4 separate regions of the Sus scrofa genome follow, and all the other regions are linked to region 2. Evidence: chromatin contacts called from public HiChIP or PLAC-seq data. All regions are on one chromosome and are shown on one strand. Each heading gives the region's core, a stretch centred on a gene start, on an enhancer-like site or on the middle of the called end of the contact. The rest is flanking DNA. Distances are from core to core; before and after follow the strand shown. Region 1 holds the start of BNIP1 (vesicle transport protein SEC20). Region 2 has its middle 40 kb from the start of TRNAE-UUC. Region 3 overlaps ATP6V0E1 (ATPase H+ transporting V0 subunit e1). Region 4 overlaps ATP6V0E1 (ATPase H+ transporting V0 subunit e1).

The links. HiChIP or PLAC-seq counts read pairs in DNA pulled down with a chosen protein or histone mark.
Region 1: an H3K27ac HiChIP or PLAC-seq map of alveolar macrophages shows a contact between it and region 2. The contact joins the promoter of BNIP1 here to the enhancer-like site in region 2. A contact is called at or near these places in 8 of 47 Hi-C or Micro-C datasets (embryonic fibroblasts, epiblast stem cells, fibroblasts and 4 more) and 1 of 2 datasets of contacts at active chromatin or transcription factors (alveolar macrophages).
Region 3: a contact with region 2 is called in an H3K27ac HiChIP or PLAC-seq map of alveolar macrophages. The contact joins two enhancer-like sites.
Region 4: an H3K27ac HiChIP or PLAC-seq map of alveolar macrophages shows a contact between it and region 2. The contact joins two enhancer-like sites. A contact is called at or near these places in 1 of 47 Hi-C or Micro-C datasets (embryonic fibroblasts) and 2 of 2 datasets of contacts at active chromatin or transcription factors (alveolar macrophages and skeletal muscle).

What each region holds. Positions count from the first base shown.
Region 1 is chr16:51,139,133-51,146,060 of Sscrofa11.1, reverse strand. BNIP1 (vesicle transport protein SEC20) reads left to right here and starts at 5,672. Exons shown (of 6, transcript XM_003134044.6): 1 at 5,672-6,030. The coding sequence starts at 5,947. It overlaps LOC102165988 (a long non-coding RNA gene), which reads right to left. Exons shown (of 4, transcript XR_002339699.1): 1 at 6,374-6,928; 2 at 5,553-5,978; 3 at 1,599-1,807. CREBRF (CREB3 regulatory factor) reads left to right here. Exons shown (of 9, transcript XM_013990647.2): 9 at 1-46.
Region 2 is chr16:51,513,107-51,520,499 of Sscrofa11.1, reverse strand. No RefSeq gene overlaps it. Among named protein-coding and RNA genes, the nearest start is that of TRNAE-UUC, 40 kb to the right of the region's middle. Within about 2 kb of position 1,294, at least 26 of the 83 cell types and tissues checked have an H3K27ac peak or open chromatin away from gene starts, as enhancers often do. A contact at or near this core is called in alveolar macrophages, omental adipose tissue and retroperitoneal adipose tissue, where this site is marked.
Region 3 is chr16:51,245,558-51,252,669 of Sscrofa11.1, reverse strand. All of the region lies in intron 2 of ATP6V0E1 (ATPase H+ transporting V0 subunit e1), which reads left to right. Among named protein-coding and RNA genes, the nearest start is that of ATP6V0E1, 12 kb to the left of the region's middle. Within about 2 kb of position 2,394, at least 2 of the 83 cell types and tissues checked have an H3K27ac peak or open chromatin away from gene starts, as enhancers often do. A contact at or near this core is called in alveolar macrophages, where this site is marked.
Region 4 is chr16:51,219,848-51,226,428 of Sscrofa11.1, reverse strand. It overlaps ATP6V0E1 (ATPase H+ transporting V0 subunit e1), which reads left to right. Exons shown (of 3, transcript NM_001044579.1): 3 at 217-673. The coding sequence ends at 238. Among named protein-coding and RNA genes, the nearest start is that of CREBRF, 12 kb to the right of the region's middle. Within about 2 kb of position 2,033, at least 22 of the 83 cell types and tissues checked have an H3K27ac peak or open chromatin away from gene starts, as enhancers often do. A contact at or near this core is called in alveolar macrophages, where this site is marked.

The DNA.
Region 1 (6,928 bases), core at 4,423-6,922, 380 kb after region 2:
ATGCAACATCCTTTGTAACTTAAAATAAAAAAAGATGGAAAGAAAAGGTTTTGAATTGTTTGCCTCATGTGTTTGTCTTTCCTTTCTCTATTGCTTTTCTGTTGCTTTCCAAGGTGACTGTCCACTCCTCTTCAAAATATAACCCCCTGCGGCGAATTCCAAACTAAAGACAGCACTGAACTCTTGAGTACGCAGCCCCTCTCTTGGTGTAGGGTACGAAGAGCTAACATTTTCCAACATTTTGGTTTGAAAAACCCGCATTTTTCAATACATGAGTGAAATTTAGCGATTATGTAGAATTATTTGTTGACTTAAAAGATTCACATTCTTTGTAGTTGAGAGCATAGTTTAGTTTATCCTTACTTCTCCTCCTGGATTCTCTGGCCAAGTGATTTCTCTGAGAGAAATTAAGTATTTTGAGTCTCCCCTAACTTAAGCCTTTGTATGCATTTGTGTTTCATAATTCTAAGTAAGTCCCCAACAGGGCTAGGCGTATGCATAGACCTGTTACATCAGGGGGCCGTGTGAACACCACAGTAGCCGTGTGTTCCTTTGGCCAACACACACTGGTTTAGCACTTACTCTGCCGAGACTTGTTGTTAGGTCCAGGGCTAGAAGGAGATTAAAGAGACCTCCGGGGAGTTCTCTTGTGGCCCAGCAGGTTAAGGATCTGGTGGTGTCACTGCTGTGGCCCAGGTTCAATCCCTGGCCCAGGAACTTTCACATGACATGGGCGCAGCCCCCCAAAAAAGAAAGACCTCCAGGGACACTCAGCTGACAGAGGCCACAAGGGAACAGAACCACAGAACAACACAGGAGCTGTTATGTTCCAGGTACATTATTGCAGAGGCATTTGCAAGGACACAGGTACCAGTGGGCTATGTTAGCGCATGGACAGGCTGTGTTCATTGACCACCCTGGTCCCTTGAAGAAGCCCCTTTTGCTGCATTGAGTGACACTGAGGCACTGAGGAAGCAAAGTGGACCTGGTCTCTCGTGGACTGGCTCTGCTTTAGGACTTGACCTCACAGAAGCCTCAGTCGGGGTCTGGGAACTTTCAGGAGCTGGGTGAACCAGGTCAGCGTAGCACTTAGGAAACTAAACCCTCTGTAGGTAGCTCCCAGTGAGGTGGGTCATTCGGTCATCCCTCCTCACCCACACTCTGTTTCAAAACCAGGAGAGTGCCTTAGCCAGAGACAAAAAATGGCTAAGTATGAAAAGCAGCTGGGGAAGAGACTTGTGGCTGCCTGATGGGAGGGGGAGGGAGTGGGAGGGATCGGGAGCTTGGGCTTATCAGACACAACTTAGAATAGATTTACAAGGAGATCCTGCTGAATAGCATTGAGAACTATGTCTAGATACTCATGTTGCAACAGAAGAAAGGGTGGGGGAAAAAATGTAATGTATACATGTAAGGATAACCTGACCCCCTTGCTGTACAGTGGGAAAATAAAAAAAAAATTAAAAAAAAAGTAGCTGGGAAATAGTATAATATCCCAGCAGAAAGGTTCAGAATAGGAAGAAGCATTAGAAGGTCCCAGAAGGCTAGAGTGGCATTCATTAAGCCCCAGCTAGGTGCTTTTCCAACAGGGAACTCACCTGCTGCTCTCCATGGCCCAGTGAGGTGGGTGGTCATGTCTATTTTACACAAGAGTCAGACGAGACTCAGATGCAGAGACTCGCCCCAGAGCCAGCTTAGGCGGTAGATAACTCCAATTCAGATGGCACTCTGCTTGCATCCCTCGGAGACAATCCATGCATCTCTGTAAGGGACCTGGCCACATCACAGGCAATGTTTGGATGGATGTCTGGGTAGAAGGGAGAGAATGGGCTTAAAATCTGAAAACCAGAAAGAACTCTGGCCAAAACTTAATAGATGTAGCAACCAAGAGCTAGTGTCAGGATCAGGAGGTAAAGAGGACAGAAGGAAAACAACGTTGGCAGGGAGTCAGAGATTGGGGAGTGCAGGTCACCAGGCTGCACATCTGTTTCTCAAAGATGGCCTCTAGCTGAAGGGCTTTAGAATTGAGGGGTATTTTTGTTAGAAGGAGGTGTGCTGGAGGTCAGAGAAAAGGGAAACTATGTTTTCTTCTTTCACTGCAGCACAGAGATGCAATTGGTGACTGGTGGTCACAGAGGAATTACCGGCAAGAAACATGGTGGGAAAAGGGGCCAAGGTCATGTGGGCACATCAACCACCAGCAGCCTGGGTTTCTTCACTGTCCTCAATAGGGAGCTTTTATTTGTGGATCCAGGATGTTTGACCTGAAAAACGTCAACCTCAGTTTTTTAAAAGGTTTTAGTCTTAAACATCACCAGGAATAAACTGAATAGGAAATGTACAAAGTCTAAAGAAAACATTAAAATACTATCAAGGACACAGAAGAAGACTTGAACAAATGGAAAGATAGATCAAGTTCGTGAACAGGAGCGGTCAACGGCATAAAGCTCTCCTAAAATAAGTCACTTAATGTCATCCTAATAAGACAGACCAATACAATTCAGAAACTCTAAAGTTCACATAAGGGAAAAATGGTGTGTTCAATCCTATTATATTAAAACACATAAAATTGTAGTATTAGAGTTGGAGTTCGCATTGTGGCTCAGTGGTAACAAACCCAACTCGTATCCATGAGGATACAGGTTCTATCTCTTGGCCTCACTTAACGGGTTAAGGATCCGGTGTTGCCATGAGTTGTGGTATAGGTCACAGACGAGGCTCAGATCTGGCACTCCTGAGGCTGTGGCATAGACTAACAGCTGCAGCTCCCTTTCGAGCCCTAGCCTTGGAACGTCCATATGCCTCAGGTGCAACCCTAAAAAGCAAAAACAAAACAAAACACTAGGACATGTGGGGAATTCCTTTGAACCCATGTGAGCATGGAAGGCCTTTCTAATGGGATCTCAAATCTAGGAGTCATAAATGAAGATTAACAAATTATATATGAAACAGAAATAAAAAATTTCAAATCTTGAAGGTCCAAAATACTTAAACGGGAGTTCCCATCATGGCTCAGTGGTTAATGAATCCGACTAGGAACCATGAGGTTTCAGGTTCGATCCCTGGCCTTGCTCAGTGGGTTAAGCATCCGGCATTGCCGTGAGCTGTGGTGTAGGTCGCAGACGTGGCTCAGATCCCGCATTGCTGTGGCTACAGCTCCGATTGGCCCCCTAGCCTGGGAACTCCATGTGCCACAGGAGCAGCCCTAGAAAAGGCAAAAAGACAAAAAACAAACAAAAAAAAACCCAAAATACTTAAACGAAGTCAAAATTCTGTAGCTTAAGAGGCAAAGCGGAGTTCCTGTCGTGGCGCAGTGGTTAACGAATCCGACTAGGAACCATGAGGTTGCGGGTTCGGTCCCTGCCCTTGCTCAGTGGGTTAAGGATCCGGCGTTGCCGTGAGCTGTGGTGTAGGTTGCAGACGTGGCTCGGATCCTGCGGTGCTGTGGCTCTGGCGTAGGCCGGCGGCTACAGCTCCGATTAGACCCCTAGCCTGGGAACCTCCATGTGCCGTGGGAGCAGCCCAAAGAAATAGCAAAAAGACAAAAAAAAAAAAAAAAAAAAGAGGCAAAGCTTATCTGTAGGAACAAATCCTCCTAATGAATAAAGAGCTCCTGGGAATGGATAGGCAAAAGACCAACAACCTAATAGAAAAACAGTAAATACAAATAGTTCTCAACCTTATTCATGATAAGAGAAATGCAAATTAAAAGGTGGCATTTTTCACTTGATCCAATTGGCAAAAATCCCAGTGTTTGTTATCACACCATGTGGGTGAGGCCATGAGAAAGCGGGCGTTCATACCACATCGCTGGTGGGAGTGTAAATTGATATAACCTCTAAGAAAAGCAATGCAGTTGTATGTATTAGAATTTTGAAATGCATGTAACCTTCGACCTAGCCATTCCATTGCGCTGGGCAAGTCATTATTCTCTCTGTGCCTGTTTCTTTATCTGTAGGAAGTGGATAATTCTACCTCAGGGCTGTTGTGAAAGAATGATACACATAAAGCACTTCATATAAAGTTCCTGGCACAAGGGAAGAGTGCCACAAATGTCAGTAATATAATAATAGCGGCCAATGTGCTTTGCATTCTTAGCATGTGCCACATTACTACATTGTGCTTGGTGCTTTTTATGTATGACTTCATGTAGCTGTGATCTCCACCAGCTAGCCTCTGAGGAGGCTGAAGTACCGAGAGGGGAAGCCTGCCTTAACCCTCACGTGGCCTCTCTATTAGATGCAGTGGAATAATGAAGGCCTGGAGGGAGGGGGTGTGGAACACTGGAGGAATACAGATGTGGGAGCACGCAGCTCCCCCCTTATTCGACACTATTCAAGGGGCCATATTTGGTTTTTGAGGGAAGGAAGATAGGGCTTTCACTTAAGGCTCTGCCACTTTTAATTTGGGCAACCTTGGGGCAAGGATGTTTTGTTCTGTTTTTGTCTTTTTTGTCTTTTCTAGGGCCGTACCCACGGCATGTGGAGGTTCCCAGGGTAGAGGTCTAACTGGACCCCTCATCGGTTCCCAGACCGCAGCCTACACCAGAGCCACAGCAACACCAGATCTGAGCCTCGTCTGCGACCTACACAACAGCCCACTGCAATGCCAGATCCTTAACCCACAGAGCAAAGCCAGAGATCAAATTCAAAACCTCATGGTTCCTAGTCGGATTCGTTAACCACTGAGCCACGACGGGAACTCGTTTTTTGTTTTGTTTTGATCTGGCCTTAGTCCAACTCCCGAACTGTGAAACTGGGTTATTACCTATTTCAAGGGTGGTTGTGAGGCTAAAGGGCAACAGCTGACACTCAGTTTTTCCCAGTCTATGATTGCAGAACAAAGGTGAATGGGGTGAGGGCAAGTGGGGAAAAGCATTCTAAGAAGGAGAAAAGCACATTCCACAACTACAGATCCAGACTTCCCATTTGCTCAGGGTGTTAAGCATCCAGCACTGTCACTGCAATGGCTGGGGTTGCTGCTCCGGCAAAGGTTCAATCCCTGGCCCAGGAACTTCCACATGTCCCAGGCACAGCCAAAGAGAAACCACCCAAAAAACAAAACAAAAACCCCACAACTACGGACCCAAAAAGAGCTTGAAGAATGCAAGGGGGGCGGGGGCGCTGGGTGGGGTAGCTGATGGTCTTGAGGGCCAAGTTAAGAAACTTGGACTATTTTATAAGAAAAATAAAGTGAAAGACTCTCTGTCTGTTGAGAGAGAGACAACAGCCAGGTTGTTATTTCCATCAAAACTACTCCAGCCAGGTAAATTATTTAATAAATCTAATTGTACACAAAAGGGAACCGCCAGGAGCAGAGAAGGGGTATAAACTGGAATGTGACTTACCAGTTGCGCATTTTAGACGCAAAGATCCCTAGCACTCAAGCTGGACTAACAGAAGATTCCCTAGGGACTTGCCTTGAATTTCGTATATTTAAAAAAGTGTAACAACGTTTGTCATTTTTTTCTTTCATTCCACAATTTATATTCACTGTAGAAAATATGAAAATACAAGAAAGTTTAAAAAAGTGTAAACAATTGTTAATTATACCTTTCAGAGATATCCCAGTTGATACTTTTCTTCCAGCGGTTCCCCCCACCCCCCGCCCCCATGCAAAAAACCCCGCATTCTTTAGAGTGGCTGATGGGCGGAGTATGCGGAGGGATCACCGTTAAAGCGTTCTCGATAATACCCTCGGCTCTCGCTCTCGCTCTCGCTCTCTCTCTCTCTCTCTCTCTCTCTTAACTAGATCCACACCAACAGGCCGACTGAGTGCGCGCCCACGTGTCAGGGAAAGTCCCCACCACTGCGCCGCCGCCCTCGCTCGCCGCAGGCCGGTCTTTAGGGGGCGCTGCCCCAAGGCCCGGCCGGGAAGGAAGGGAGGCCGGGAGAAAACGCGTTGGAACTTGGGCCCCGCGGCTGTCCGTAGTCAGCATTCCCCAACATGGCGGCTCCCCAGGATGTCCACGTACGGATCTGTAACCAAGAGATTGTTAAATTCGACCTGGAAGTGAAGGCGCTTATTCAGGTACTAATTCCCAGGACCCCCAATGGGGACCAGCGGCCCGAAACCCAAGTGGTTTTGGTTTTCTTTCAGCTCGGCGGTCTCACTGCTGAGCTTTCCCCATCTGGTCAAGTCTCCGAGGTCGCTGGCCCCGCCCCCTTTTCCTAGCTGCTCCCCTTTTGGTCCCGTTCCCTTCATCCCCTGGACTCTTCTCCTTGATCCTTCTTCCGGCTCCCGTTGGCTCGCCCTCTCCAAGGCCTCTCCTCTCCCTCTCCCTTCCCCAGCCTCCGCCTCAGGCCTGGCTACCTTTTTGTGGCCCCTGCCCCACTCCGGCCGTTTCCTCGCCCTGCCCCAGTCTCCAATTTACCTGTCATCCTGCTTGGCCCTGCCTTCTGACACCGCCCTTTCCATCCTTTGGTAGAGTCCTGGGGGCCGTTAACCCCGGCCCCTGTGGCCAGTTCCGTGGGTCTGATGTCCCGGGTCACCAAAGGCCCCTTGGCGCGGGAGGCACTGGATGAAGTGAACGTAACCTGGACGTTGTGATTTGTAAATTAGGAAATCGAGTCAAGGGCCAAGGCCTGGGTCAGAGGGCAGATAATGGCAAAACTGGGGTCGGACAGGGAAAGTCAGTATAGAAAAAAGACTTGAGTCTACTTCGTTTAACAGATGGGGTAATTGAGGTCCTTTGTTTTAGGCCGTTTGAGGGTAGAAGATAACAATAAACCCCTTGGCATAGGCAAGAGTTAGGAATGTAGAAATGGTTACTTGAGTTTAGCAAAAGGAAACCAAGAGTTTAAAATCTTCATTTGAGGCAGATCGTTTCCATTTACAACAAACGTTACTAAACGTTGGATGTAGACTGAGAATTTGCAGCCAACTGTGGTAAAAGGTGGAGGAAAATAAGGCTCCCCACAGAAGCCAA
Region 2 (7,393 bases), core at 45-2,544:
TGCTAGTAAGAACGATTATCCTTTGCTGGATGTATGTGTTGAAAACATTTCTCCTCGTCTATTATTTGATTTGCAATTTTTGTTCAGAAGTTTTTTAATAGGAGGAAAAATTAATTGAGGGTGTTCCCATTGTGGCTTAGCAGGAGAGGATCCTGACTAGTATCCATAAGAATGCAGGTTCCATCCCTGGCCTTGCTCAGTGGGTTAAGGGTCCTGCGTTGCCACAAGCTGTGGCCTAGGTCACAGATGCTGCTCGGATCTGGTGTTACTGTGGCTGTGGCGTAGGCCAACAGCTGCAGCTCCAATGTGACCCCTAGCCTGGGAACTTCCATATGCTGCGGATGCCGCCCTAAAAAGAAAAACAGAGAGAGAGAGAAGAAAAAGAGTGGAAGCAATATTCAAAGAGATAGTAGCTGACATTTTACAAAATTACCAAAAAATCTCAAGCTAAACTTTCAAGAAATACCAAGAACCTCCAAATACACAGGAGCGTGTGGTGTTTCGCGACCATCCCAGTTATCCCAGGGAGGAATCTGAGGCACAGACAACTTCAGCAATTTGCCCAAGGCCACGCAGCTAGCTCCTCCCACAGGGGTGTCCCCTCCCACCGCCCCGCTTGGCCAGACCCCTCCAGCCTGCGGGCTCCCCTGGCCTCCTCCCCACTCAGCGTCTGCCCATGTGCTGTGTCCCCTGCCCAGAGGTCCCCATTGATGCCCACCCCACCCCGATCCCACTCCCGATCAAGCCTCTCCTGCCAAGGGCCTTGGCTGACCCGGCCATAGGCCGGTCCCTCGGGCACACACTGTCACACACCCTGAGTTGTTCCTCTGCGCATTTTTAATATAAGCTGTATTTCTACACCTGCGTGGGTTGGTGAGTAACGTCTCTTCTCCCAGATGGACTAAATGTGGCTAGAGCAGCCACGGTGTCTTCGTGGGTCCCAATGTGTGTCCCTCGAGCACTCCGTAGGCACTCTGGAAGTGTTCGCGGAAGGGATGAAAGAATAAAAAAGGAAGACTCATTCCCCCGGAAGAGGAGGAGGGCTGCCAGGGTCTGGCGCCAGGCTCCCCGCCTTCCCAGCCCTTGCAGGCCGACCACCAGAGGGCGCCGTCACCTGAGAAACCGTCCAGGGGACTCAGCTCTCCCCAGTATCCTGGGATCTCGTTCAGGGGTGAGCACGGTGGTCTCCCTAAGAAGCCCTCAGGGGCGCTGGAACTAAGAGCTGATTTGACACCTGTCCCTGCCGCTTCCCGGCTGTGTAAGAGTGGACGTGCAGCCTCAATGTCCCCATCTATCAAGAGGGGTTGGAGAACCAGCAACGCCTGGTCCACCGATCTGGTGCTTCATTCACGTCCCCGGGAGCACCAGGGTGATGCCCCAAATCCTCGCTGCCCCTTGAGAATCAGAGTAGGGATGAGGGGAACAGAGATATTTCCTAGGAAATATTAGTGGAAGGAGCCAGCCTGAAAAATGACTCCTGAGTGAGCAAGAAAAATAAATTCTGGTCCTCTATGTCTCCTGGTCTCTAAACCTCACAGCTCTGAGAGGCACATGTGTCTCCCCATGTCTGATGAAAAAGGAAACTGAGGCACAGCTGTACCTGGTGGAAGGTGCTGAGCCCCTGCTCACCCCCTGCCTCCCGGGCAGCCCACCCCTCCAGCTGGCCTCCTCCACACCAGTGCTTCTCAAAGTGTGGCCCCACAGCAGCAGCAGCGGCAGCATGGCACCAGCACGTGTTAGAAATCCATGCCCTTCCACTGGGGCTTGCCGTCCCCCTGGACCCATCCATCTTTCCAAACTGTCTCTCTCAGTGACTGACACTGCTTGCTAGTGATCGTGGGGGCCCCCAGAGACACTGCATGACACCAAATGAGATTTTTTTTGAAGTAACGTTGGTTTATGACAGGAAATGAGTTTCACGTGTACAAGGTTATATTTCAACTTCTGTATACACTACCGATGCTCGCTACCAAAATTGAGCTCTGTCACCATACAGAACCCTCCCCCCAACCCCCTTCCCTCTGGGAACCACTACCCTATCCTCCGTATCTGTATGTTTGATTTGGTTTGGTTTGGTTTGTTTCTATTTCACATATGAAATCATAGGGTATTTTTGTTTTTCCATCTGAATTACAGCACCTACCACGATACTCTCAACATCCACCCACGTTGCCCCAAATGGCAAGATTTCATCTTTATATATCTGAATATTCCATGGTATACACACACACACACACACACACACACACACACACACACACACATTCATCTCTCCATGGGCACTCAGGTTGGTTTCACGTCTGACTATTGCAAACAGAGCTGCTATGAACATAGGGGTGCATATATCTTTTGAATTCATATTCGCCCATTCTCCAGATAAATACCAAGAAGCAGAATTGTTGGATCATACGGCAGCTCTATTTTTTAGTTTAATGAGGAAACATCGAACTGTTTTCTATAGTGGCTGCACCAATTTACACGCCCACAGGCAGTGTACAAGGGTTCCAGTTCCTCCTCGTGGTTTTTGTCTGTTTGTTTGTTTTCGGCTGCCCTGCAGCGTACGGAGTTCCCAGGCCAGGGATTAGATCCGAGCCGAAGCCGCCAGCCAAGCCACAGCTTTGACAATGCTGGACCCTTAACTCACTGTCCTGAGCCAGGGATGGAACCTGAGTCCCAGTTCTCCCAAGGAGCCGCCAATCCCGTTGTGCCACAGTGTGAACTGCTGTTTCTTGCCTTTTTGATGCTAGCCTTTCTAGCAGGCACGAGGGGCTATCTCGTCATGGCTGTGGTTTACAATTCCCTAATCATCAGTGATCTTGAACCTCTTTTCACGCGCCCGTTGGCCTTCTGCATGTCTTTGGAAAAATTCCTGTCCAGAGTTCCCGCCATAGTGCAGTGGAAATAAATCTGACTAGGAACCATGAGGATGCGGGTTTGATCCCTGGCCTCACTCAGTGGGTTAAGGATCTGGCGTTGCCGTGAGCTGTGGTGTAGGTTGCAGACATGGCTCAGATCCTGCGTTGCTGTGGCTGTGGCGGAGGCCGGCAGCTGTAGCTCCGATTAGATCCCTAGCCTGGGAACCTCCCTATGCCGAGAGTGTGGCCCTAACAAGCAAAAGAAAGAAAGAGAGAGAGAGAGAGAGAGAAAGAAAGAAAGAAAGAAAAGAAAGATGCTCTGTCCATTCTTCCAAGTGAGATTTTTAAACTCACCCATAGAGTCCTCTATTAAGTTTAACCTTGAATGACCCAGAATGACTTCATCCTGTGCCGTCAGACTCCATCGGGGATGTTACCCTCCCATCGGCGGGGCAGCCCAGGTCCCTGTGCGTTGCCGTGAGAAGGGCTGTGTGAAGCATCAAAGTTTGAAGAAAGAAACTCATTGTAAATCAACTACCCTTTAATTTTAAAAAACAATTTGAAAAATTAAAAAGTAAAAAAGCAGAAGCTATGCTGAAAAATTTTAGAAAAGACCCAGAAATAAATCCTCAATACCTCATTCAGAATTTGGAGAATTTGTACTTTTAGGTGAAGGAATTATAGGGCTATGAGATGGTTTCTCTCTCTCCCTTTCTCTCTCTCTCTCTCACACACACACCCACACACACACACACACACAAATACAAACACACAGAACCTCATGCTTTGAGGCCCCACGCAGACTTCCACATCTGATTCAGGGATGGGCCTGGCAATCTGTGCCTAAAAGTCTTCCAGGGCATTCTGGATTTTTTTCGTTTGGTTGGTTGGTAGGCTTCTCTTTTTGCGGGGGGGGGGGGGGTCCTTTTAGGGCTGCCCTTGCAGCCTATGGAAATTCCCAGGCTAGGGGTTGAACTGGAGCTGCAGCTGCCAGCCTATGCCACAGCCACAGCAATGCAGGAAGCTTTAACCCACTGAGAGAGGCCAGGGATCGAACCCGCATCCTCATGGATACTAGTCAGCTTCTTAACCCACTGAGCCACAACTTCCCTGCCTTTCCATCCTGTGGTGGCCTTGGACACCTTCTCCCAGACCCCCGTCCCCATCCCTCCATGGTCAACGGGACTCCCCTTCCAGTTCTGAAGCACGGTCAAGGGTGAGAACCCCAGGCTGCAGCAGCCCTTCTCTGCTGTAGAAAGCCCGCCTGCCCAGAGGAGAGGCGAGGACGATGAGGAGGGAAGCATGGAGGGGCTTCCCAAGAGGGAGGAGCAGGAAGTTGAGGTGGCTCCCGGCTGCCATGAGCCCTGGGAAGGCAGGCCCAGCCGCCGGAAAAGCCCCCCAGCATGTCTTGCAGCTTCTGTGACAACAGGAACCCCACCGACAGCTGTGGGGGCTGCAGAGGGCTGGGGAGGAGGTCCTCGGACTCCCCTGGGGAGGTCACTCACCGTGCAGGTTCCAGGGCCCCTGCCCTGCATCTCCCAGGTGGGGCCCCGGAAGCTGCCCCTGGGGACATTTCTCTGCCCTGTGACATGGGAAACTCGGGCATGGAAGGCTTTGGCCCAGCCAGACCAGATGTGAATTCTGACTCTGCCCCTCATTGGTTCTGTGACCTGACCCATTCTGTCCCCTCTGTCCCCGTATGGAAAACGGTTATAATGAGAAACGAGAGGCATTTCAGGGATCAGAAGCGACTCTATATGTTGAAAGCAGACATACCGGGGAGGTGGGGGCAGCAGGACAAGGGCATAGAGTGCCATCCTCAGAGCACGGATTTTTGTCCCTGGGGTTAAGGGGAGCCACGGAAGGGATAAGCCCAGGGGAGACGCCATCAGATTTGCTCTTGCTAACACAGCGCTGGAGGAGGCTGAGATGGGAAGGAGGCTGCACCAGCTCTGGGCCAGACACTCTGGGGGTCCAAATCCCTGCCCTGCCTGCTCCCCACTGCTGCACACTTTTTGGGGGCAACCACACCTGTGGCCAGGGATCGAGCCTGCACCACAGCAGTGACCGGAGCCACAGCAGTGACACCACTGGATCCTTAACCCACTGAGCCATCAAGGAACTCCTGGACTTTTTGGACTTAACCTGCCAGTGCCTTGGTTTCCCCATCTGTTCGGTGAAAATAAGAGGACTATGGGAATTAAGAGAGAAAAGCCATGGTAGCCATTATTGTTCATCAGTAAGAGAGTCGTAACGAATGAGAACGAGAGTGCGTGCGGACCAAAAAGGACAAAGTCACCGAAGCCTCTTTGTAAGCGCCTTAGGAACAATGTGACTGGGGACACATCAAACAGCTCCCCTTGGGTGTCAGCTGGGAACTGAGGCCGGGATTGGGCTCCCGCCCCCTCCTGCCGGTGCCCAGCCCGGCCCTGCCCGCATGACCCAGCTTCCTGTTTGTGATGCCAACGCTGGTGGGAGGAAATCGGTGCCCCCGCCCTGGGGCTGGAGGGCAGGAATGTGGACGTGTTGACGTCAAAGCGTGTCCTAGTTCTGGGGAAGTCAGATGGGAAGGGCTTCCTGCAGCGTCGCCTTTGATCCTGGCCTGGGCTGGGGGCGTGAGCCAGCCCTGAGCGGGCCCAGCCACTGGGAACTTTGCTGACGGGCGCCCCCGAGGGGGAGTCGGGGTCCTACCCCCAACATAGCTTTGCGGCCCTGGGTCAGCCACCAGCTCCCTCTTTGCAGCTTCGGTTCCCCCAGCCGTAAGGGGGGAGAAATGTGCATCTCAGAGCATCCTTCCCTCGGCAGATACATAGATGGGACCTGGCCTGGCCTGGATGATGGGGCAGGGAGCGAAGGAGGCCAACAGACAGTGGCCCGAAGCCTTTCTGGAGGTGGCTGCAGGAGGTTTGCCAGCATTAGGTCTGTGACTCAGGCTGAACTCTGGACCCAGGCACTTCCTGGCCCAGTGACTCAGTTTCCCCGATTCTTCAGGGGCATCTCACGGCACCTCTCAGCCTTGCAGAGGCTCTGAGGCACGGCTGCTGTCTGGCTGTGAGGTCCTTCATAATATCATTTATTACCGTGTCCGCAGGGCTCGACACAGGTGTTTTCACTTGATTCCAATTGAGCCCTAACAGGTAGGGACTGGGATTAGGCCCACTTTACAGAAGGGTAAAGTGAGGCTCAGAGAGGTGAAGGGAGTTGCCCAAGATCACTGAGCTAGAAAGTGGCAGCGCCAGAAAAAGAGCGCTGGTCTCCCTGACATCAGCAACGTGCCCTCCATTGAGAGGAGGGCACATCCGGTAGCAGACAGGGCCCTTGACCATCAGAGCATGTGGGGAAACTACCAGGCCCCCAGACTTCGAGGAGATTGACTCTCAGACCCTCAAAACCTGGGTGCCTACCCTTGTCCAAGGGTGATTGACTTTGGTCCCCCGGGCACCAGGCTTAGGGCCTGGAGTCAGCCTCACCCCTGCCCCACACGTCTGGGAGGATGGTGGCCCAGGCTCTCCACCCCTGTGTGGTACTGGGTGAGGGGGTGCATGCCCAGGGTCGTGGGGAAGAAGTCCTGAGGAGGGCTCAGAGCCAGGCCTTGGGACAGCATGGGTGCCTCCAAGAGGGAGGAAACATGAGTGAGTTTTCCTGGGAAGGGCACCAAGAGTAGTTTCCAGAGCCTTCTACAGCCCTCTGCTCCCTTCTTCCTCCTTTCCTACCCACCCTCTCATTGCCTCTCTGCCTTTCTCCAGGACACTGCTCAGCCCCATTCTGGGGCCAGAGAAACCTGGGTAAGAATCCGAACTTGGCCATCTGTAGCAGTGGGAACTTGACCACTTTTTCTTTCGGAGTCTCTTTCGCTTTCTCTTTGAATAAATACATCAAGGAAATTCTCATTGTGGCTCAGCGGTAACAAGACTGACTAGTATCCATGAAGATGCAGGTTCGATCCCTGACCTAGCTCAATGGGTTGCCATGAGCTGTAGTGTAGGTCCCAGATGTGGCTCAGATCTGGCGTTGCTGTGGCTGTGGCGTAGGCTGGCAGCTGCAGCTCCGATTTGACCCCCAGCCTGGGCCCTAAAAATGCAATACATATATACATACATACATACATACATACAACAAGATAACACCAGCCACATTTTAAAGTTGTTGGAGATCAAGATATGGTGTTTTGAAAGTACCTGGTACAATAGCTGACATATAGTAATCATTTGATTAAGTCATAGCTGCTTTTATTGCTGCATATGGTGGCATTCATAAATATGCAAACATTTATAAATATATAAATTTACAGATGTCCAGACAACAGAAAGAGCTCCATGGGTGACTGTAAAGCCCTTTCCTCAGATGCCCGGTAGGTGGCGGCAGAGGCCCCTAGTTGAATGAACCCTTCACAGCTCTGGTGAGACATGCAGCCCCCCCCCCCCGCCCCCCCAGAGCGCCCAGGGCTGTTAATCCCACCAGCAGATGCTCCCTGAACACCCCCAGCAAGGTACCTGAGCCCAGGGGCAGTGGGAATAGGGGAGAAGGGCAGTAACTTC
Region 3 (7,112 bases), core at 1,145-3,644, 270 kb after region 2:
GACTGTGTAGGCTGGCAGCTATAGCTCTGATTCGACCCCTCGCCTGGGAACTTCCATATGCCTTGGGTGTGGCCCTAAAAAGCAAAAAAAAAAAAAAACAAAAAAACAAAAACAGAAGTCTTCTTTTGGAGTTCCTGTCACGGCTCAGCAGGTTATGAACCTGACTAGCATCCATGAAGATGAAGGTTTGATTCCCCGGCCTCGCTCAGTGGGTTAAGGATCCAGCGTGGCTGTGGCTGTGGTGTACGTTGCATACGCAGCTCGGATCTGGCATTGCTGTGGCTGTGGTGTAGGCCGGCAGCTACAGCTCTGATCAGCCCCTAGCCTGGGAACTTCCATATCACGCCATCTTTGAATTTTGGCTAATTAATTTTGTTTTAATTCTCTTTGAAACAAACAGGAAACCTTTCCAACCTTTCATGCCTCTTATCTTCATTCTTAAGTGTAAAATAAAATAACGACACTTGGTTGGAGATGATATCACTGTGAGTCTTGGTGAGTCAGTTGAGAACTGTCTATGAGCCATTACCTCTGACTGTTAGATTTTTTCCTTTGTTCCAGTGTGCTGGTGACTGCTGACAGCAGGTCAGTACTGTCATTGATGTATTAATAGAAATAAGATACAGTGTTCCAACATTCAGTGCATCTGGAGGCCATTTTTTCGAGAAATAAGCTGGGTGGTCCAGATTTTATAAAATTGTCTTTTTCTTTGGTTGCTTTGAAACCTGATCATATATCCTATTTAGCAAAATAAACTGCCTGAAACATACAGATGGAATTAAAATCCTGAATATTTTATGTACCTTAGTCCACACAAGGGTGGGATTCTGTAATAAATTTAACTTGAAATCCAAAGACAACTTCCCTGTTTGGGGCTAGTTCATGTAGTTTGTTGAAAATACCTCATTTGAAGTATACACGCCCAGAGAAACCAGATTTCCTAAACGAAGTCATGTTTTGAAATACACTCATAGACTTTTAAATTGCCTTCTGTTTGTGGCAACTTTTTCCTCTTTCCAGTTTGTTCTAGCTCCTGGTTAGATTCCTCGGGGTATACCTTGTTTGAGCTCTGCATAAATCAGGATCTCTGCCAGTACAACCAGTTTGTGTTACTAGTTCAGCAGAGGAAAGTGTGCTCTCCCTCTGGTTCCCTCTTCGAGGCACAAGATCCCTTTTGTTTCTTAAGCACACAATCCTTTGCGTCACTGTTCTAAACTTTCTTGGTCTTGGGTTAGTTGCTAATGTCGAGTTATGTTGTCGCTCACCCAGAGTCACAAAATTCACATCTTCAAGGCAAATTAGAAATTTAATGTTGTATTGTGAAGATATAATTGCTTCTTGGGAAACGTGGTATATCTTTAGCACTTGACTAATTCTAAATCTTCGCAGGGTGATAGGGCCGAGGAAATACTGGCTAGGAAACCAGGAGACCTTGGCTCTGCTAGGCTGAATAATATCCAGCCTGATTATGTTGTAGTAGGTTTTGGTAAGTTTTTAAATAAGGTGCTATATGTAGAAACTTATAACAAAAGATATGAAAAATGTAAAGGAACGTTACTGGTGATTTTTAGAAATAAGTTATTTTAATTCAAAGAATATGTGTTACTTGTAAGCACGCATTTGCTTACAATGCTGTGGCAGCATTTACTTTATTGGGCCTTATTAGAGGTCATTCACTTATTTACTGTTAATAATGATATACTCGTAATACTTTAATGAGCCTACTGTGTACAAGACACTGGCCATGTGACAGTGAATGAATAAAAGAGATACATCTCCGTGCCCTGTGTAGTGAGGGGGGACAGACAGCAGCAAAGAGCCAGAGTAGCCTCTAGTCACTTCCCAAAGATGTGCCCTTACCTACTCATTCCCCAAACCCCCTATTCTGTGACCCCCAGATGAGCCCCCCTCACTCACTCCTCCAGCCCCCTCATACTGCCCATCGCACAAGGACCTGCACAGCCAACAGCAGCTTTCCCCAGCTTGTCCAGGAATTTGCAGATCCACAGCTGAGCCCAGCCTTGCTTTGGTCCTGGCTCCGGAGCCAGTATGGGGACAGGACATGATTACCTCCCAAGGCCAGGGTCCTCCACTTTGGTTTCCCACCAACTAGCCACAGCTAGTCAGTTTCCAGGGTATTCTTTACTATAACATGCTTTATTTTGTTTTTTAAACTTTCTGGTTTTGGACTTCTAAAACTCACTGTATGTTCGCTACAAAAGTAGAGAGAATAGTAAAATGAACCTTCATTTACCTATCACCCGCCTTTGAAAATGATCCACTCATGGCCAATCTTTTTTTTTTTTTAGGGCCGCATCTGCAGCATATGGAGTTTCCCAGGCTAGGGGTCAAATTAGAGCTGTGGCCACTGGCCTGAGCTATAGCCACAGTAACACCAGATGCCAGCTGTGACTGTGACTCACACTGCTGCTCACAGCAATGCCGGATTCTTAACCCACTGAGCCGAGACCAGGGATTGAACTTGCGTCCTCATGGTTACTAGTCAGGTTTGTTTCTGCTGAGCCACAACGGGAACTCCATGGCCAATCTTGTTTCATGCCCACGCATTTCCCCTTCCACCTCAGGTTTCTTTCTTTCTTTTTTTTTTCCCCACACCCATAGCGTGTGGAAGTTCCCAGGCCAGGGGTTGAACCCGAGCCACAGCAGTGACAACGCCAGATCCTTAACCCTCGGTGCCGCAATAGAACTCCCCACCCCAGATTTTTTTGAAGCAAGTTCCAGATATATCAGTTTATCTGTAAATGTTTCAATATATGTATATTTCTAAAAGATGATCTCTCTTTTTCGATTATAGCCCCAAACCATTATCACACACAAAAAGTTAATTCCATTATATTATCGAATATCATTTAAATGTCCCTAGTTGTCTTATTTATTTGATTTATGTATTTATTTGTTTGAATGAAATGCACATAGAGACAGTGCGTTGCGATTAGTGGTTGTGTCTTTCAAGTCTCTAGAAGTTTCTTCTCCAAATCTTTCTTTTTTTCCTGACATATTTTAATAGAAAAAAACTAGATTGTTTGTGCCGTAATTTTCCAGTTTTCCAAAGTCTGGTCCTTGTTAATTTTAAACCCATAGTGTTTCTTTTTGTTTGTTTTGTTTTTTTGTCTTTTATCTTTTTAGGGCCACACCCTTGGCATATGGAGGTTCCCACGATAGGGGTCTAATTAGGGCTATGGCTGCCGGCCTACGCCACACCCACAGCCACAGATCTGAGCTGCGTCTGCGACCTATACCACAGCTCACAGCAATGCTGGATCCTTAACCCACTGAGCGAGTCCAGGGATCGAACCCGCAACCTCATGGTACCTAGTCAGATTTGTTTCTGCTGCATCACAACAGGAACTCCTCTCTTCAGATTTTAAATAAAGGAGTGGTTTAGTTGAATGGCCACTCTGGCTGCTCGAAGGCCGGAGTGGAAGCAGGGACATGCATTTAGAGGTTAAGGTATTCGTCCAGGTGAGGAATCTTTGTGGTTTGGTGTGAGGTGATGATGAAGGGGGTGCACAGGTTTGAGGACTAATTTGGGAGTAGAATTTATTGGTCCTGCAGGTGGATTGGATATGGGAGAAATCAGAGATGGCTCCTTGGTTTCTCAGTCAGGCCATTTGCTCAGGTGGTGAAGACTTGGCACAGGATACATTTCAAGACAAAACTTCAGTTGAGGACAGGTGAAGGTTGAGATGCCCGTGAGCCTTTGAAGAGATACCAAAGGGACATTTGAGGCCGTGCACACATATGTAATTACTGAAGGCCGTGCTTCTCTCTGGGGACCAGCATCCAGTGGGAAGAGGCCAGGGATGCTGCCGAATACCCTGCACTGCACAGTGCAGCCCCCGCCCCCAGTGAAGAATTATGCAGCCCCAAATATCAGTAGTGCTGAGGTTGAGAAACCTGCCGGAAGGGAAGGCACGGCGAGAGAAGAGAGGCTGGGCCCCAGCTTGAGGAATGCCAGCGTTCAGGTGTTGTTACGGATGCCATGCGGAGAGCCAGTGAAGGGCAAACTCCGGCCTCCTCTGTTGACTAAGAGGGGGTGACCGGAACATCTGGAGGGACGAGTGGGAGGCAAAATCAGGGGGCAGGCACACCCAGGCAGAAGGCAGTTCCTCACAAGGGTGGGAGAGAGTGGTCTGGAAGCCGCAGAGTCGGGGCAGAGAGGTTACCGACGCCTGAGCTCTCTGCTGTAAGACTAAGCGGACCTCTCTGCCTGACCGAGCCTCAGGGGGGAGCCAGGCTTCAGTGAAACTGCAGGCGGCGGGAGGTGGGGGAATGGAAGGTGTGTGAGTGGCAGCTCACGGAGCCAGTGACAGAGAGCACAGTGCAAGGGCGTGGGAGAAAGGAGAGGGGGGAGGCTGGATGGAGTGATGAGATGGGCCGAGCAATCTGGGAATGGGATGCGGGTCCTCCTAGATGGTCCTGGGAGGTTTTGAAAATTTTTTCCTGGCCAAAAAAAATGAGGTAAACAAAGATCATGAGACCTCTGGAATTTGTTACAGTTTCTCTTCGTAAGGGAGGACTTGGACCGGAAGGCTCTCCACTCACTGTAGCCTGACGGTGCAGAGGGTCTGGCAGGTGGGACTGCTTCCGATGGCCACAGGCGCTAAAATGGTGGTAATTGTTTTTGTCACTGTTGTTTTGTTTTCTCCATACAGATACCTAGTTGTTTCTCCATACAGATACCTAGTTGTTGAAAAGATTTTCCTTTCTCCATTAAATTGCTTTGGCATCTTTGTTCAAAATGATCTGACCAAGTATGTGTGAGGTCTATTGCAAGACGGTCTCTTCTGCTCATTGATCTTTTTGTCCAGCCTTATGACAATATCACAGTCTCTCGAACATTATAGCTATATATTGAAATCAGAAAGTGTAAGCCCTCTGTTTTTTCTTTAAGATTATTTTGGCTATTCTGTAATAGCCATATAAATTAAGAATCAACTTGTCCATTTCTACCAAAAATACCCAAAAACCTGTTGAGATTTTAATTAGACTTGTGTGGAATCTATAGATCAGTTTGGAGAGAGCAAACAATATGAAGTCTTCTGATAACGAACATGGTGTATCTCTTTATTTCAGTTTTTTAGTTTCTTTTTTAAAATTTTTTTTCATGAGATTTTTTTCCATTATAGTTGGTTTACAGTTGTTTAGTTCTTTTAGTTCTTATTTGTTCCCTTTAGTTTGCTCTTTTTGGTTTAATTTGCTCTTTTTCTAACCTCTCGAAATGGAAATATAGATCAGTGATTTAAAACTTTTTTCCTTTTTAAGTGTAAGCATTTCATACCATAAAATTCCCTTTAGGCATCACTTCAGCTGTACCCAGAAATTTTCGATGATGCTGTGTTTTCGTTTTCAGAATTGTGGTGTTTAATTTCCACATATTTGGTGCTTTTCTTGTTATGTTATCAGAAGATATGTTATGTAAGATTTCAGTCATTTAAAATTGGGACATATTTTATGACCCAGCATATGGTCTTATCCTGTTGACCATTCCATGTACACTTGAAAAGAATGTATATTCTACGTTGTTGGGTATGATGGTGTTCTGTAAACATCAGGTCAGTGTAGTTCAAATTTTCTATGTTGTTATTGATTTTTTTGTCTGCCTTTATTAATTACCGAGAGTGTGTTAAAATCACCAGATATGATTAGGATTTTTCTTTTTCTTTTTTTTTTTTTTTGTCTTTTTAGGGCTGCACCCGCGGCACATGAAGGTTCCCAGGCTAGGGGTCCAATCGGAGCTGTAGCTACTAGCCTACACTACAGCCACAGCAACACCAGATCTGAGCCGTGTCTGGGACCTATACCACAGCTCATGGCCACACCAGATCCTTAACCCACTGCGTGAGGCCAGGGATCAAACCTCCACCCTCATGGATACTAGTTGGATTCGTTTCCACTGAGCCGCAATGGGAACTCCTTGGATTTTTCTGTTTCTCTTTTTAAGTCTTTCCTTTTTTGCTTTGTATATTTCAAAGCTCTGTTATTAGGAGCATGCATATTTATGATTGTTACATATTCGTGATGAGTTGACATGTTAATCATTGTAAGAGATCCCCTCTTTATCCTTGGTAATGGTCCTTAACTCAATTTTTACTTTGGTATCAATAATATCACTTTTCCTATGCTTATCACATCTGTGTCTTTCTATTTAGGATATGCCTTTTTGAAGACAATGTGTACATTGTTCTTACTGTTTTATCTATTCTGTCTTTGCTTTTTGGCAAATGGCTATACCGTATAGAATTAATGTAACTATTGATATAGCTAGGTTTGGGTCCACTATTTTATATTTCTTTTATTTATTTATTTATTCATTTATTTATTTATTGTCTTTTTGCCATTTCTTGGGCTGCTCCCGCAGCATATGGAGATTCCCAGGCTAGGGGTCTAATCATTGCCATAGCCACCGGCCTACACCAGAGCCACAGCAACGCAGGATCCGAGCCGCATCTGCGACCTACACAACAGCTCATGGTAACGCCGGATCCTTAACCCACGGAGCAAGGCCAGGGATCGAACCCGAAACTTTTTGGTTCCTAGTCGGATTCATTAACCACTGAGCCATGACGGGAACTCCTATTTTGTATTTCTTTTTGTCTCTTCTTTGTTCCTCTATTCTTTGTTTTATTTGGGTTAATTGAATATTTTGAGTATTCTGTTTTAATTCCTCTAAGGGCATTTAGCTATACTATTGTATTTTTCATTTAAAAAAAATTTATAAACGTATAGTTGATTTACAATGTTCTGCCAATTTCTGCTGCATGGCAGTGTCTTTTTCATTTTTAATGTTGCTCTGGAGATTACAACATGGATTCTTAACTTTTCATAATCTACTTAGAGTTATATTGTTATATTGAATTTTGAACCACTTCAGATAAAGTGTAACAATCTTGGAGTTCCCATCCTGGTTCAGTGGAAATGAATCCAACTAGGAACCATGAGGTCTAGGGTTCAATCCCTGGCTTCGCTCAGTGGGTTAAGGATCTGGCGTTGCCTTGAGCTGTGGTGTAGGTCGAAGACGCGGCTCGGATCCTGCATTGCTGTGGTTATAGTGTAGGCTGGCAGCTGTAGCTCTGATTGGACCCCTAGCC
Region 4 (6,581 bases), core at 784-3,283, 290 kb after region 2:
TCCGTTTAGCCTTGTCCTTGGTTCCTGGATCTCTTGTCTCAGCCCTGCACAACCTGCCCCAACTTGCATGTTAACTGAGCCCACTTTCATTCAAGTATTTAGGGACCATCTATACATTTAACCTTCTTGGCCCGGTTGACTTTCTCGGTATTCTTACCCTTTTGCTCTCCAGAGGATGGTGGAAGGCCCAGTTACTGGAATGGTTTTGTTTTGCAGGTCACGAAGAGAGTTCCTCTAGATGCAAAATCACCTCCATACCCAGACCTCCTTCCTTGACCTGCCTCTGCTGGCCGTCAGATGCCTTAAACGTTCACGCCACAGTTGAATATCTTATTCCTCAACGCAGTATTTTTTTCCTGTCGCCTTTCTTACACTTTGATGAATGATGTGCCTCTTTTACTTAAACGCTCTCCGTAAAAGGTTCATGTGCTCTTCTGAGATAGACAGTGCTCTTTCTTCGGGGAAATAACATTACTCCCTCCGTGGAACCTGTGGATTGGAAGATGGCTCCTGCCTGCTCACAGCGTGGGAATCCGCGAAGCGTTTAAACACTGTAACAGGACAGTGAGACCCCAGTGGGGCTGTCAGTAGGAGATCATATTCAGAGGGAGAATCTGTCTCGCCAGAACCATACCAAAGTACATTTTTAGGATGAATTTCTTATTTCTGCCGTCTCTGGGAATAAATTATTTTTCTGCATTCTTTGGAAATCTGGTTTGGGTGTTTGTTAAGCTCATTTTTATAAGCTTTTCTATCTCTAGATAATCTTTCTGAAAGACGATTTTGTAGTTCAGACTTAGCTTGGGTGCGGAAACCTGGCTGTGTGGTTTGAGGTACCTGAAGAGTCTGGTAAGTACTTTTCTTAATCGTCCAGTAAACATTGGAGTGCTTGCTGTAGCCACTGGAGGAATCAAAGATGTGGAAATTGGGTCCCTGCAAGTTCAAGAGCTGATATGCTATCTGGAGAGGTAAGGTCGATAAACACAGAACTGTGATGCAAGGCCCTGTGTGACCGTCGTCCATAAAACCACGGTTAGGATGGGGAGCAGGTACAGCCACAGAGACAAGTTGGAACCAGCAGTTCCTTGTACCATCTCATTGTTGGAAATAGGACTGAAAAAATCAAGTGAGTAAAAAGCCTGGGACGATGATTCTGTTTCCGTAGCAGGCGTCTCAGTAATTCACTAATTCGGGGACTCTATTAGTTTTAAGAAATTAAAAATGAAAATGGATCTCAGTTTGTACCAGCTCATGGCTCTTTGACAGCCAGCCAAGAATGGATTTCCTGTTTTGCAGTTTGTGCTTTTCTATTCCTCCCAAACCATCTGAACTCATTGCTTTGCTATTCTTATGACCGAAGAGTTTCAAGTTGAAGTGACTCTCCTGCTTTCATTTCTTTCTTTTCCTTCTTTACTTTCATTTTGAATTTACACTTTGCCTGAGCGGCAACTCTATGCTTTACATTCCCAGCAAACAGGCATCTTTCGTACATTTCATGGAATCCAGAAGACACCGAACATTTGATGCCAAAGGGACCATAGTGGTATATGCTAACCTCATTGTTTTATTGATAAGGACTCTGAGCCCAGGCAGGGAAACTTACTTGCCCAGTTTAACGCCGCTCGTCAGAGGCGGAGGGGGGAGTAGGATCTGTGTGTTCTAATTTCCACGACGGCACTTCTCCCTTGCACCCTGCCTCTCTGAGTTGCCTTGGCCAGGAGCCAGCCCCGGGGCTCGGGTGGAGGGAAGAATACCGCCTAGGTGGATGACCAAGCGTCTCCCATCAGAGCAACTTATTTGACCCTTAATCATTATTTGTCATCTAAGAAAGCAGTGCTGGTGGTTACCGTGGGTAGATAAAAGGATACCACAGTCTTTGAGCCCTGACCGCGGTCGGGGGAAGTGTGACTCTACTGCAGCTGTGTACCCAGACCCTTCCAGCCAGGCCCTGCCGCCCATCCTCACTGGCGCTCCGTCTGAAGCCTTTCGGGCTCCCACCCTGAGCTGCTTTCCAGCAGACCCTGGGTTTGAAGCAGACCCTCATGATGTCCCTAAGGTGGTGTTTCCGTGGAGTGTTGGTTTCGCTTGGCCCACGTTTAGCGCAGCAGACCTCAGCTGTGGCGTGCTTGCAGCAGCGCCGGAGGGCGCCTCCGGGCCTTTTCTTCCCTCACAATCATGATTTGACACATTTCTGACTTAATGGACTAGTTGAAGGCAGGGGTCACAACCCCGGCTGATCTACGTCCCTGAGTTCTGCCTTATTCTGTCACTTGGTACCGATCCATTTGTATTCTTCTGGTTTGCTGTAAGTCAGGTAAAGCATTGCTTTTTGTGCTTGGGCATGCTTGCCTCTTGCTGGGGTCTGATGCCTGCAGACAGGGGTCAGGCCGACTCGTGTGTTGATCGCACTCACAGCAGTGGGAGACACAGGGACGTGAGCACTGGAGGGCCTGGTGATGTGCCAGGGAGGTTTTGAAAATCCTGCCCAGCAAGCTTTCTTGGGAGGTCAAAGGCCCTAATAAGACAGCAACCTAGGCCTGAACCTGGAGGATTTTCTCCAAACCCTACTAGGATTTACGCCTAGTGCGGCCTCAGCATAAAGCCTCTGAAGAAGAAAAGAGCTCATTTCATAGCCAGGTTAGAAATCAAAGACACATCTACGCATGCACGCACATGCTGAAAGACTGATCTGATCACAAGCTCCTAAGGGCCAGGTACTGTGACTCTGTCACCACCCAGCTGTATTGCTGTGGTTGAAATGAAGGAATGATGACATCAACTCAGATTTGGCGGGGGGGCGGTTGGGGAACTCAGTAAGTTCCCTTTGCTCAGAAAGTCTCTTAACCCTGAGCCTGTTTCCTTGCTTATGGAATTCTCCAGCATATTAAATACAATTAATATGTAAGCTCAGATATATTTTCTTCTCACCTTCTCCCTAATAACTGAGCCATTTTTTTACAACATGACCTAGCATCTGAGATGGATGCTTGTGAATCCAATTTTCTGTATCCTCTTTGCAGCACCCTTGCCGCAGTGCTTGCTGGGGCCCCAATTGGAAGGAGCTCCATCCAGCCCGTTGAAGGATTCTGGAAGTGTCTCTTGCCTCCAAAGCCTGTCCAGGTGAATGTAGTGTAGCCTGCAATGATCGCTAGACTAGGAGAAGCCCTAGGTTTGCAATCAATTGCTACCCATGAAACTTTGGGAAAATCATTTAATATCTGGGCCCTAGTTTTTTCATCTATATCCCTGCCCTTGCTGCTGTAAGAGGTTGTTACCCAATGAGATGTTGGTGGGAAAGGTGATTTGTAAGTTGTAATGACACACAAAGGGTATTTTTCAGAGAAACGATGAAATCCCTAGAACCCACTGACACTACTTTTCTATGAAGCCAGACCCCAGAGGGGCAGCCAACTAATTTTTTTTTTTTAAACATATGGTTTCCCTTTTGTTTAGTCATTTGTACTTGGGTTACAGAAAAATTGAAGGCGCACACCAGGCTCCAGGCCTGAGCTCTGAGCAGGGAGATGGATGTCTTAGAAGCAATCATCGCGCATAAGTGTCTAGACCACATCCTTCCTGCCCTTCCAGGCTTTACCAGCTCGTATACCAGAGCGAGAGTATTTCTGGCATGCTTTTGAAGATGTAGTCTGAGGGTCGGATGGTTTCTTTTAACACTGTTTTTGTTGTCTGCTTTAAACATATAATGATATTTATATCGCTGACCCAACAATTTTTTATTATATCTCCCTTTAGTGTTTCTTTAGAAGTAGCACCTTTTTGTTTATTTCTTTTGGCTGTCTTTTGTTTTTATTATTTGTGTGTTTGTTTTTTAAGCATTGGTAGGTCTTCTGCCATGTGGAGGCACATTTAGAAGAGAGAAATTACAAGTTCCCTGGTGGCACAGCTGGTGAAGAATCTGGCATTGTCACTGCTATGGTGTGGGTTGCTGCTGTGGCACAGGTTCAGTCCCTGGCCTGGGAACTTCCACATGCTGCAGGCGCAGCCAAAAAGAAAGAAAAATTGAGAAATTATTTTAGATCATTGCTTGGACTCTTGGAAGATTTGGCCCTGGATTTTATCTCCCCCAAATTTGAAGTCAGTTGGTCTTTTATTAACTTTATTTATTTATTTTGTCTTTTTTTAGGGCCGCACTCGCGGCATATGGAGGTTCCCAGGCTAGGGGTCCAATAGGAGCTATAGCCACCAGCCTGCGCCACAGCCACAGCAACTCGGGATCTGAGCCACGCTTGTAACCTACAGCACAGTTCACAGCAATGCTGGATCCCCAACCCGCTGAGCGAGGCCAGGGATCGAACCTGTGTCCTCATGGATGCTAGTCGGATTCGTTAACCACTGATCCGCGACGGGAACTCCTTAGCTATATTTAAATTATATTTAAAAGTATATATCTGGCATTTTAGAAGGGTTTCATCACCCCATCCCACTATGTAGGAGCTCTCTTCTGTTTAGAGAACAAATGTGTTTAAAATGGAGATGGCCTCTTAAGTAAAGTTAGGTTTTACTTTTTTCCCTGCTCCTTTATTTCAGTTTAAATCCATAGTTTTCTAAGGAAAACAGCACAATGTAAAATGCTGTCATACAGGATATTTATCATGAGCACAATTAATAGCAATTTAACACTCAACCAAAAGAGATGCTTACATAAGCCATGCTGTATCCAAATGAAAAATATCCTGGCACATTTAATCATTTTTTCCCCAAAATATATGCTGGAAAAGAGATCTACAAGACAAACAATAGGAGTTCCCATCGTGGCTCAGTGGAAATGAATCTGACTAGCATCCATGAGGACGAAGGTTTGATCCCTGGCCTCACTCAGTGGGTTGGGGATCCAGCATTGCCGTGTACTGTGGTGTAGGACACAGACGTGGCTCGGATCTGGTGTGGCTGTGGCTGTGGCACAGGCCGGCGGCTACAGCTCTGAAGACTCCTGGCCTGGGAACCTCCCGAGTGCTGAGGGTGTGGCCCTAAAAAGATTAAAACAGAATTGAAAGACTAACAGCAAAACGGTTAACATTGCCTCTGGATAGTAATTGCAAATGATTTTAATTTTCTTTTTCCTTTTTAGCATTTTCTCCAATGAAGACATAATACTTCATCGCAATACTTCAGTAAAAAGAGAAACAATACATTACTTTAATAACAAAAGATAATAGAATATTCAGAGGAAAAAACCCACAGGATTTTAAACTTAGATGCATAGGACAATACAGACCAAAATGTTGATAGTAATTACTTCTTTTACAACTTTGTGTATTTCTGAATTTTCTAAATAAAATACAAAGAGCATGTATTTTATAACAGGGGGTGAGGAGTGGCCTTTCTGCAGGGACACATTGTCAGAATAGTGTTAGTACTTCCTCCAAACGTTATATAACACTCACCCTGTTTTGTTTTGTTTTTAAAGTAATTCAGGGTCAGGGGAAATGAAGTCAGATTTATTAAAACACTGAAGCTCTTCCGAATCAATGAAAATCAGCGAGTTCACACAGCGGTTCTGATGAACCGTTTGCATTGTGTAGGACAGAGCGCAGAGCGTTCAGCTTGTAAACCGCCAGCCTCCCTTTGTGGAGGTGCCCCCAGTGACGGCCTGGTGAAAGGAAAAGGGAGCATTGATTTTGATTCTGCCCACACAGCAAAGTGGAAGCCTGGGTGTGAATGTTCTGGGGTCCCACTCGGGTTAGAAAAAGCCCCACTGTTCTTCCACTCCCCAGCGCTCCAAGCAAGTCTTTCATTCAGGCTGTGTTGCTGCTTTAGTTCAAACCCCCCTCCTTGTGAGATGTGTTGGCCCCTTTTCTTCCCTCGACTCCCACTTCTCTCCACCGCCCCCCTTCCCAGGAGTATTGCAGCTGAGGATGCTCGCCGCCGAATGCTGCTACCCACGTGAATCCAGTCAGCCTTCTGTTTAAATTGCTGTCAGCATTCTGACATGGTTTCCATAGTTTCTTTCCACCGTCCAAAGCGCAGTACTGCGCTGGGTGCCCCCCCCACCCCAAACAGAACCAGAGGAGCAGATAGGTTGTAAAAGGAAGCGCTGTGTTTGAGGAAGCGTGAGTTAAGAAGCTTATGTGTGGCTTTGCAACAACATTCAACAGGTATTCTCAGCTCCTGTTCTTCGTCCAGACGCTAGCTGCTCCAGACAGTGGTAAGCGGAAGAAATTCAGCCCCTGACCTCCTAGAGCTTAGCGTTTGGCAGTGGATCCCAGTGTAGGTGTGGTGCTGGGTAGGAGCACTAGAAACAAGCCGCTAATTGTGGAGGAAGGTTTTTTTAAAAGGAAATGACCTTCAGGGGAAACCCGAAGGATGCGGAAGAGCTCGGCAAAGAGGAGTGATTGAGGGCTTCTAGGCTGATGAGTGATGGAGGTGTTGCCGGAGTCCAGGAAAGGGAGAGGTGTCTTGGACTATGGGAAGAGGAACGAAGTCAGAGAAGCAGCGGTACTGGGGCCATATCTGTTAGCAGGTACCAGCTGGCTGATGGATGTTGAAGGTAGGAGGAGTCAAGAATGACACCCTGGTTTTCTGCTGGGTGGACGGTGGATGCTTTCACTGAGGTGCGGGGC